2 separate regions of the Mus musculus genome follow, and region 1 is linked to region 2. The links are chromatin contacts, called in public promoter capture Hi-C maps. All regions are on one chromosome and are shown on one strand. The core of a region is the stretch at or near the end of the contact, and the rest is flanking DNA. Distances in the headings are between cores, read along the strand shown.

What was found. Promoter capture Hi-C pulls out the DNA fragments that hold promoters and counts their contacts.
Region 1: a promoter capture Hi-C map of liver shows a contact between it and region 2, with 3 times the contacts expected there. The contact joins the promoter of Tmem171 here to the promoter of Lncenc1 in region 2. A contact is called at or near these places in 2 of 39 promoter capture datasets (both in liver).

Annotation. Positions count from the first base shown.
Region 1 is chr13:98,692,711-98,697,962 of GRCm38.p6, forward strand. It overlaps Tmem171 (transmembrane protein 171), which reads right to left and starts at 2,132. Exons shown (of 4, transcript NM_001373965.1): 1 at 2,096-2,132; 2 at 1-7.
Region 2 is chr13:97,433,672-97,438,814 of GRCm38.p6, forward strand. It overlaps Lncenc1 (long non-coding RNA, embryonic stem cells expressed 1), which reads left to right and starts at 1,299. Exons shown (of 2, transcript NR_110432.1): 1 at 1,299-1,421.

The sequences.
Region 1 (5,252 bases), core at 882-3,381, 1.3 Mb after region 2:
GCAGGCTCTGCAAGCAATAATAAATGCAAAATTACCTTGAGCACAGGTATGTCTGACCAGTTCTGATCTCTTGCTGGCCATTGCAGAAATCACAGAGGGGTGACCTGTCAGGAGGCGGAACTTCGTGTCATTGGTCTACTGTAGAACAATGACTTGGCCTATGAGTCAGGTGAACTGGCATTCAAAGACTCCCAAATGTGTAATTTCATGAATATATCAAAAAAAAGAGGAAATTCAATTACCATGCTTCTGAGATAAGAAAATCTTTTTAAAAAATAAATAAAATGACTGGTGGTGTGGGTGTGGCTTTTCCTGTCCTGAGTCCTACAAACTCATTCCTCCAGCCCCCCCCCCCAAAAAAGGCAGATAAGGAAAGAGCAACAGGAATAGTTTCTGATCTACAACTGCCTAGAATGATGTCAGAACTGCTCTGAGCATCTTGGTAAATTTTTGTCCAATAACTAACTTTCCACTTCCTGTTTAAGACTCCAGCAACTTTTCATTTCCCACTCTATTGTAAGGCTCCCTCAGCACATGATCCAATGTCAGCAGTTTCGATAAAACAAAAAGATGGTTCGAAAAGACAGTGGGTTTGTGGACTTTTACTTTAATTCTGTCAAAATGTGATCCTTGTGGTTTCAAGAAGCAAACCCCGAGGCTGCCCGGACACCCCGCCCCTACTGGCAGCTCAGTTTCAGGACACTGGCATGACCTGAGAGGATCTGACCCAACAGGTGACGTCTAGCCCCATCGCCAAGGCGGACAGTGTCCTCAGGTAGGCGGACAGGTGGCAAGTGGCCGTCAGGCACCCTCCTCCACAGTGCCACCTACTTCCACAGAGGCCTAGACACAGTAAACAGAGAGTAGTTACAAAGCACAGAAGGCTAACAAAACTTGCTGGGAAACCAAAAGTGGAACTAAGTGAAAAAGCACCTTCCACGAGTCGACACAAGGTCACGGTGGCACACACCATTAATGGGAGACAGTGGTAGGAGGATCTCTAAGCTTGAGGCCAGCCTGATCTACAGAGTGAGTTCCAAGACAGCCAGAGCTACGTAATAGAGAGACCCTGTCTCAAAATAAAACAAAAACAAAAGAGTATTATTACCTGACCTCGCAAGCAATGGTTAAAGGGCATGCTGGTTCACACAGCACTGATCTTTGAACCATTGACCTTGCCTCAGTCTGGTAAATGGGAGTACAAGACCTCACTGTAGCTCTCACGAACACAATCCAAAGTCAGGAAGGACATAGTCAAACACAGAAAACTTTCAAACATATTCTGCCATTCACATTCATGATCCTCTGACGGAGCTCACAGCTGCAAGACCAAGATCATCTTGCCAGGCTCGTGGGTAAGGAAGGTGAGTTTGGGTGATGGAAGGAGATGGGTGACATTGCTGTCCTAGGAAGTGCTTTTCCCAGGGAGAGTGTGATAGAATCAGAAGGAAGTGGAGAAAAAAAAAAGAAGAAGAAGAAGAAGAAGAAGAAGACGCAGAGGAGTGAAGGATGCATTTCTCTCAAACTTGCAAAAGCCACATTTCATGGTGATGCTAAGATGGAAGACTTAAAGCATCCTGCTAATTTAAAACACATCTTCCCCCAATCACATAATCCCACCGCTGCTTTAACTCACTGGGTTTTTTTGGTGTCTTCAGCTTTGTAGCCAGTCGCTGAGCTTCACCTGTTTTAAGGCAAATTCTCAAACACCAACACAAAAACAGTAGAAGCACCGAACTAGATTTGTACTTTCTTTCACTCCAGGACACCTACTAGAACATGTTTGTCCCTGATCCAAACTAAGGCGAGGATCGCTTCAGCGGCCCCCTTAGGTGCGCTCAAAACACGGACACCCAGGGACAACCAAATAGATGGGAAATTATATACGAAGCCGAACTTTTTCTACTCTAAACTCAGTTTCCTCACAAAGCCAAATCTGCCCTACTAAACGCTCCTTTGCATATTCCAAAAGCCAGACCCAAATCAACGGCACATCTCTTCATCCAAAGCTCTGGAGGGTTGGCAAAGCAAGGCCTGGAGAGGAGAATGTCTTTGCGGGGACTCAGGAGCAGCTGCCTTTCGGGGAGCCCCTTACCTGCGCTGCTGGTCCTGGGACTCTCCGCCACACCCCTGGCTCCACGCACACCCTCTCTGCGCGTCCGGGCGCGGAGGGCGGGCCTCCTCCGTGTGCAGAGAGCCAGGCAGAGCCCGGCTCGCGGGTGCGGCGGCCGGGCAGGGCAGGGCAGGGCTGGCCGGTAGGATCTGGCCGCCACCGGGCGCTGCCCTCCTGAGGCACCGGCGCGCCGCTCCGGAGCACAGAACTAGGGTCAGCTTCGCGGCCCTGGGACCATAAGACTTGGCAGTGCAAGCGAGGGATCGACGTGGGGGGCGGGGGGGAGGCAGATGGGCACGCTCCACCAAGTTGTGGGTGCCAGCGAGTCCAGCTGGGGCTGCGTGAAGTGGCGACACGGAGGCGGGCATCTGAGAAAGGAGCTGGTCCCTTAGCAGCCTAGGTGCAGCGCTCCGGGAGGGGGAAGGGGCCGGCTGAGGAATACCTGAGCCCCGGGGAAGAGCAACAGGGAAAGTCGGGCCACAGTCCACGACCAAGCAGCCCCCCACCCTCAACCCCCGCCATTCTGCCGCCACTGCCAGTCCGAGGGCAGGTGGCCCTTCTACTATACTACTCTGAGACCTTGACGGGAGTCCCGGGACCTAGAACCTCGCAGGTAGTTTTCTACAAGAGGATAATGGGGACCCCCAGGAGTCCCTGAAGAGTGAGGCCGGGGACCTTGTATGCTAACCATTCAACATGATAGCCTAGCTCGTAGACTGAAGCTTATACCCAGCAAGTCCTGTAGTGGGTCACCCCTGTCCCTTCCTGGTCATATATATGCATGCAGCCCTCCTTTGCCATAAAGCACCCTTCCTGGAGCTCTGGAGATTAAACTGTTAACTCTCCCTGCCCTTGAACGGAGTGTCTGATGGGTTTGCTAATCCCCATGCTATTTGTAACCTGCCCCGTGACACTTGACAACTATCCAACTGTGCTAGTTTCCACACCAGAGGTCAGGCCACTGTGAGAGGTAAGTCAAGTGTGCTCTGGACCCAAACACAGAGGCACCCAGAGCTCTGGGGACTTTCCCACCCTTGCCTTTTCTCCCTAGCTTCCTGTCTCCTTGAAAGCCCATCCATTCTTGTTAGCTTCCTGATGGATGAGTTAGGCTTGGTAAGCAGAGGCAAAGAAAGGGGTCACGGTGGGGTCAAAAAGGTTTGGGGACTGGTGGAGTGGGAAGGGTAAGATGGGGGCTCACCAGGGAAGCACATAGCCATGGGGATGTGGTGGGCACACAGGTCTAGCGGGCCAGATGTGGGCTTTCTCACAGTCAGGGTGCTCTGAGCATGGGGTCTCTAACAAGGCAGACTTACATACTGGCTAATATCAGTATCCAGCACCCAGCTGGCTCTGCAGGGAGTTCCTGCCTTCATCTTCAGCCCATGGTCCCCTATTGTGTGTCTTCAGGTCTCTGGGAAGGTTGGGGTCATAAGTGGATGGGGACCTAGCAAACCAGTTCATTAGGTGAAGGAACCGAAAGCCCCACTATATCAGCTTATACGGCGCCAACAGCCAGATGTTCTGAAAGCAACATTCTCTGAGTTCGCCTGTCACCCAGAGAACACACATGCTGTGGACTTGGAAAATGCTTTTATTACATGGTCTTGTGATGCCGGGGGAGAGACCTGTACAGACCCATAAAGGAACTGACCCAAGGACATTGCAGTTATCCGTGTCTTGGGTGGGGATATCTTGGTCAAAGTGTCAAGATATACCAATCATGCTCTGGAAGGGCACCAAGATATGCCCAGTTCATGGGTGGTGGACTAACAGCGGCTATTGCACAACAGCGGCAAGCCCTGAGCTTTCTAAGAACTCAGGCCTTCACATAGGATTAGCCCCCTCTGACCCAGGCCTGCTAACAGCTCTGCACTGTGTTAGATGGGTTCCGTGTCCACTGCCCACCACTCTTCCCTTCCCTTTTATTTGAAAGTCAGTCTCTGGCTGAGTCCTGTGTGGGCCTGTTGATACAGCTGCCCCTCTGGTGCCACATGACTGCGGGCTCGCCACCCATGACAGACTTGAATGTCCTGGCACCAAGGACAATCAGATTAGCTTCCCCTTGGAATAGCCACTGTTTGTGTCTTTTGGAGCCAGCTTGACTATATCAAAGCCTTGGAAACTGATTATCTGTCAAGAATGGCTTCAAGGTGCTGTCTTCAGATCAGGCCTAGTCTTGGGAGAGAGGTGGGAGGGGCAGCATGATCTAAGGCTAGGACTCTTCCCCAGCCGTTAGGTGATGAGAAAACATACATCCAGATGAAACATTGAAAAACAGAATCATACTAAGATTTTAAAACTGCATGAAGCCAGGCATGATAGTGAAAGCCTATAATCCTAGCACTTGGGAAACTGAGAATCATGAGTTCAAGGATAGCCTTGGCTACGTAACAAGTTCCAGGTTTGCCTGGTCTATGTACTGAGACTCTATCACGTAAAACAAAATGATACCGAACAAAATTTGGATCCACCCAGATCCATCCAGTCCCTGAATACAAAAGAGTAAAACAGAAGCGAACATTCATGGATTCACCCGCAAATATTTACTTAGCGTTTATAAAATTCAATGGGGAGACAAAGATTAAGAAAGCTAAGGAGAAGAACACATGAGGGGGGGCTGGAGGGGGCTCTTCTTCATGGTGTGAGTGCCGGAGGTGTCTACACAGGTGGCAACGTGACACAAACTTGATGGGAATGAGGAAGCCACCACTGTCTATTATTGTATAACAAACAGCCCCGGAACTGAAGCTGCTCTCCCACTTACTGCCTCCCACAGTTCCTAAGGATCATAAAGACGGTCAGCTTCTGGGAGTGGCGAAACTGGATGGTTCTGGATTGGGGTCTCTCTCAAGGCTGCAGTCACACTGCAGGGGTGGGGGTGGGGGGCAGAGTGGCAGGGGCTGGGGGCGGGGGCAGCTTCAAGGTGGCTCACATCGCTGTTGCCAAGAATCACTCATTTCAGAGAAATGAAAGTATGCCCTCAGAAAGCAGCAGCTGGCTGTCCCTGCAGAGGAGCAGAAGACATGGAGCGTCTCCCGGAGTCACCTCTGCGATTCCACCATCTTCCTCCACTTCGTTCCAGTCCTCAGGATTGAGCCACTAAACCAAGGGGAAGAGAATTAGGTTTCACATCACAGGA
Region 2 (5,143 bases), core at 49-2,548:
AGTTTGAGGCCAGCCTGCTCTACAGAGTGAGTTCCAGGACAACCAGGGCTACACAGAGAAACCCTGTCTCGAAAAACAAACAAACAAACAAACAAACAAACAAGCAAAAGTTATTTCATGAAACGAGCCAAATTAAGCCAGATTAGAGTATATCTAAAGGCAGGTTATTGGAAAACCTTTCCTGGGTTAGTGAGTTCACCGATCCCAAGGATAGAGGCCAGGAAAGTCACCGTGGGGAGGGAGACAGAAGGGAGGGAGATATGCCAGCGGAATGTGTAGAGGATATGTAGAGGGTAGGTAGAGACCCAGGTTGAGACTGAAGGATGCTGGGAGAACCTGAAGGCCAGATCCACTTTGGTATGTTAAATATGCACCTCAACGCTTTGTCCACGGTCTGAAAACCAACACAGAGTAATGCTTAGTTTTGTATTTATCTTTATCCATTGAACACTATTCATATTAACATCCATTTCCAATCTAGTCTTTCTGATATCCTTAAAATTCTTCCTTACCTGACTGCCCTCTCTGGATGATGTAACTCTTTACCCATCTGCCATCTCTGCTGCGGGTTTCCTTTTTCAGCTCTCTCCTCTAGCCGCTGGGGCATTGACTTCCCAGGCTGGGTCCTAATTGCACTGCAGGACACCATCTTTCGGCCTAAATGAACATTTACATCCCATCTTCCAAACGTCTTTGCCCTGTTTTGGCTCTGACTGAATACCCCAGGCTGCCCCGCATGCCCCTGTGGACACTCGGGTTACCCGGCTTAGGCTCTTTAATATCAGTCTACAGGGTTACAGATAGATACCTGCTCCTCCCTGAAACTCCTAGAAGTCAGTGTGACTCAGCACATTTTTAAGGGTCTTCCTGGGACTGTACAAAAACTCTGTGTGTGGGGGGGGGGGCTAAGCTAGGAGAAAAATGACAAATAATAATCAAATCTGACCAACAAAATAGACAAACATGGTCCCGGGGGATGGAGAGGAAGGTTGTGGCATCAGCCCCTAGGCTCACTTACCTGTGAAGTGTCTGCAGGAGTGAGGAGGGAGCCATGGTAAGAGGGGGGCAGTTTTCTACATATATCCTGTGATTTCTGCTCTAGATATCTCGATTAAGAAATAAATGAATAAATTGGGGACTCGGCCAATGGCTCAGTGAGAGGGAACTGATGAGAGAGGCTTCTGGCAGACCAGGTGACTTCAGGAGGAAAAAAAAAATTAATTCAATTTCATCGAGTGCATTTCCTCTGGACCCAGGAATCACAGGAAATGCAATGTCTTTGAAAGGATGGAGTAGATTTCATTTTCTAGCGATCACTTTCCTTCTGCTGGTGACACACTGTTACTTCAAAGGCCTGGACCGGGGCGTGTTTCCTGTAAGGGTGAGCAGATTTGAATGACCGCTCAGGATGGACCTGCTCTGTAAGCACCCACCCCATGGGGCAGGCAATCTTGGGAATTACTGCTTTCCCGGCCCCTGCCTGCTGGGCTCGGGGCCTGGTGAGGTGATGGGGGTGGGGTAGGGGATTTCACAGTTCCCTAGCTCAATTAGGAGACAAAGCAGGATTGTTCTTAGCTTTGTTTTACGGAATTTCAATTGGGGGGGGGGTGTAAAAAAGATTCCCCGAGGACGCAAAACCCTAAATTGTTCTTGCTTTATCTTCTTGTTAAAATGTGTTGTGCATTCCTGGGCTGGAAGGCAGAGGAAATAAAGCTTCGCCGCTACCCCACGCGCCCTTCCCTATCTAGCCCTGTCAGGTCCCAAGTATTTGAGGGAGTTCTAATTACAGAGGAAACAGACTCCCTATCTGGTCTGGACTCTTGTCAGTGGAGAGTGCTCTTAAACGTTCCACATGGATTCAGGGAAATACGATTTGGAGAAGTGCTGATTTTTATTGGGCATGACTAACTCAAGCTGCATCTTTGTATTTTTTTTTCACTCCCTTTTAAGAATAATCGCTTCAAAATGATTAATGATGCCTGAAGCCACCGTCCTCACTTCCTGCGGTGAAACGCGGAACTTTTTGTGCATGTCTGGGTTTGTACAAGGGTGGGCTCCCAACTCACTGAGACAGTTTCCCATCCTGTCCAGACAGTTGGGTTATTGTTCAGGAAAGCTGAGTCTCTGGGGGGTGGGGTGGGGGCTGCAGAGAGGGGACCCTGTTCTGTCCCCCTCAGGGAGAAAAGAAAGGCTTCGCTCCAGTTACAGGAGAGTGAAATTGGTTAACCTCTCAAGGTGCCAGGACAAGCTTGTTGCTGGATTAGTTGGGTCCTAATTCTCTCTTCTCTCTCACTCCTTCTTCCCCGCCCCCTTCCCTCTCTCCCGTGTGCGCGCGCACGCGCGTGTGAATTAAGAACAAAACCTTGGTGTCTTTGAAAACCAGTAGAAACAAAAGGTCACCACCCTGCTGGGATGCAGCCATCTCTAGGTCCAGGCAGAGCTCCCCTGCCCCCCGGAACTCCCCAGGGGAGCATCCTGCCTTCTTCCTAGGATCGTCCTGGGAAAGCTGTTGCCTGGTCGTAGCCCGGAGACCGCAAGGATTCTAGCTCTAGCCGAGTCCCGCCCTCCCATCTCTGCCGGCCTAGGAGATATCTGCGGCAGCTGCAGGGGCCATTTTTTATAAATCGTATTTAGTAAAGACTGTGAGTGATTTTTGTAGATGACAGGAAAGTACTAGAATACTGGTGACTGGTTCCCCTGGTGGATTCTGAGAGGCTAGTTTGTCATGTAAATGTTTGCAACCTTCTGTCCAACTCCTCCATTCTGTCTTTGCATTTCAGTTCTGAGGAAGGCCGACTGGTGAAGTATGTACTAAAAGATTTCCTTTGTGAAGCTCAGTGCAAGCAATAACAATCTCTTCTGCCCATAAGGTATGGAGCGCCTGAGCTTTGGAGGACTGGCCACGTTAGGACTAGCTAGCTTAAAAGAGACAAGAAGGCTAACAAAATTCTCTCCACTAAAGGCGCATGCCAGGCAGTGAGCAGGGCACAAGCTTCTCTCCTGAGCAGATTCATCACAGGAGATGTCGGTGTCCAAGGGATTCATCACGTTAGAGCTTGTGAGCCCCGACTGAGAACAACATCTGCAAAAAAAAAATATGGAAACATGAAGTATTCCTTTAGGGTTACCTTCTATTGAAAAGTCAGGGAGCACACACCTGCAGTCCCAGCACTTGGGAGGCAGTGGGGGGAGGGGCTGCTGGGAGGGGAGCTGATCTCTAGTTTAAGGCATGTCTGGGATAGATAGTGAATATCAAACAAATAAGGAGTCAAGTGTGAGACCAAAATGAACTCCCCCCTCCCCCAGATTCAATAGCCTATCTGTTTTTTCCTGAGCAGTGCTATTCTGGTTGTATAAATCAAATTCTCGGTTTGCAGAACGATTCTGGCATCAAGTGCATTAGAAATAGTGATTTTAGGCAGGGTTCCCAGGGGGTTAGAGCTGGGAGCACTGGTCTTTATGTTAATAGGGAGAGCACCTGCTTGAGCAATCTGGGAACACTGGTTTTCTTCCCACGGTGCCTTCTCCATGTGAATTAATCTGTTAGCTGGTATGTGTGTCAGTTTATTTAGGAACATGTGTGCTGACAATTGGCTCCTGACTGTAAAATAAGGTCTTGGGGGAGATCATGATTAATTGCCTGCCTTACTGTGTGTGTATGTATATGTGCCTTTGATGACAGGCATTATCAGTGCGCATGTGTCTATAAAACTAAAGACAAACTAATGGCAAGCAATTATTAAGACATCGGAAGTGTGAATGAACAGGAAAACTTGGAGTTATCTGGACTTCCATTCTCTTCATGGACCTCGGAGCCAGGGAGATCTTACTTCTGAAATGCAGCATTTTCAGATATAGAACAGGCAGAAAAGTGTTCTTGGAGCTCTTGGAATTATAGGGACACACATTTTATTTAAAAGAAACAGGGCTGCTTAGTACAGTGGCATGTGCTTGCCTGCCAGCCTTCTGTTGGCTAAGGCAAGTTCAAGGCTGGCTTGAGTGCTCTAAGGAGAGCTTACCTCAAAACACAAAACAAAGACGCCAACCAAACCAAACCAAACCAACCAACCAACCCACCAACTAATAAACAACTGCAACAGCAACAACAACAAAACAAACAAAAACCCACAGCAAACAAACAACAAAACAAATACAAACAAAATAAACAAACAGTGCTAGATCTCAAACAGAAGATCTTTACAACAATTATTTGTTTTTCTGCTCTGTTCCAGCCTTCTAAAGCTGTGAATGGTGGTCAGCTCTGTATTCAATGTCTTAACAAGGCAGAGTCCTATTGGTCTCTTATTAAAGCCCAGAACAACAGACAACTGGATAATACAGTTCCCCACAAAACAAAATGTGAGCAATTTACAGTCATTTTTATCAGTGAGATATTGAAACAAACAGCACAAAAGGTAGCATTGCTTCCTTATAAAATGAACACAGTTTTATGAAGACCAAAACCTATTCCCAGAGAAATGGAGCTTTAAGCTGAAGAACTGGACAACAGTGGGGGTTTTGTTTGTTTTGGTTTTGGTTTTGGTTTTCTAAGACAGGGTTTCTCTGTGTGGCCCTCTGTGGAGATGGATGAAGATAGAAATTTTACTTCACAAGGATGAGGAATTTTTTTATTGGTTGGTTAGTAATTTGGGTGTTTTCTTTGGACACAGGCTTTCGCTGTGCAGTCCTGGCTGTCCTGGAACTTTCTCTGTAGACCAGGCTGGCCTGGAACTCAGAGATGTGCCTGCCTCTGCCTCCAGAATGCTGGGATTAAAGGTGTGCGCCACACCCAGCTAAGGCATGCTGAAGACTACAATTCTGGCATTAGCATTCTCTTTGGAATATTACTGTAGCATCGGAATCCAGAGTGAATCTAAGGGGAGGGTGCAGAGGTGACCAGCTGAGAGACAGCTTCCCCAGCATATGACAATTTCCCCAGCATATGACAACTGTCTGAGTGCTGGATGTCCTGCACACATCTGCTCATTTGTCTTGTTTTAGACACTGGCCTTGGGAGGTTGCTGGAAGCGCGGTGTGGCTCCTGCAGTGGGCATCTGGGGGAGAGGCCTGAGCTTTTATCTTACTAAAGCCAACTGCCTGGGAATGGAGAACACTGAGGAGATGGAAAGGGTGAGCAAAAAGC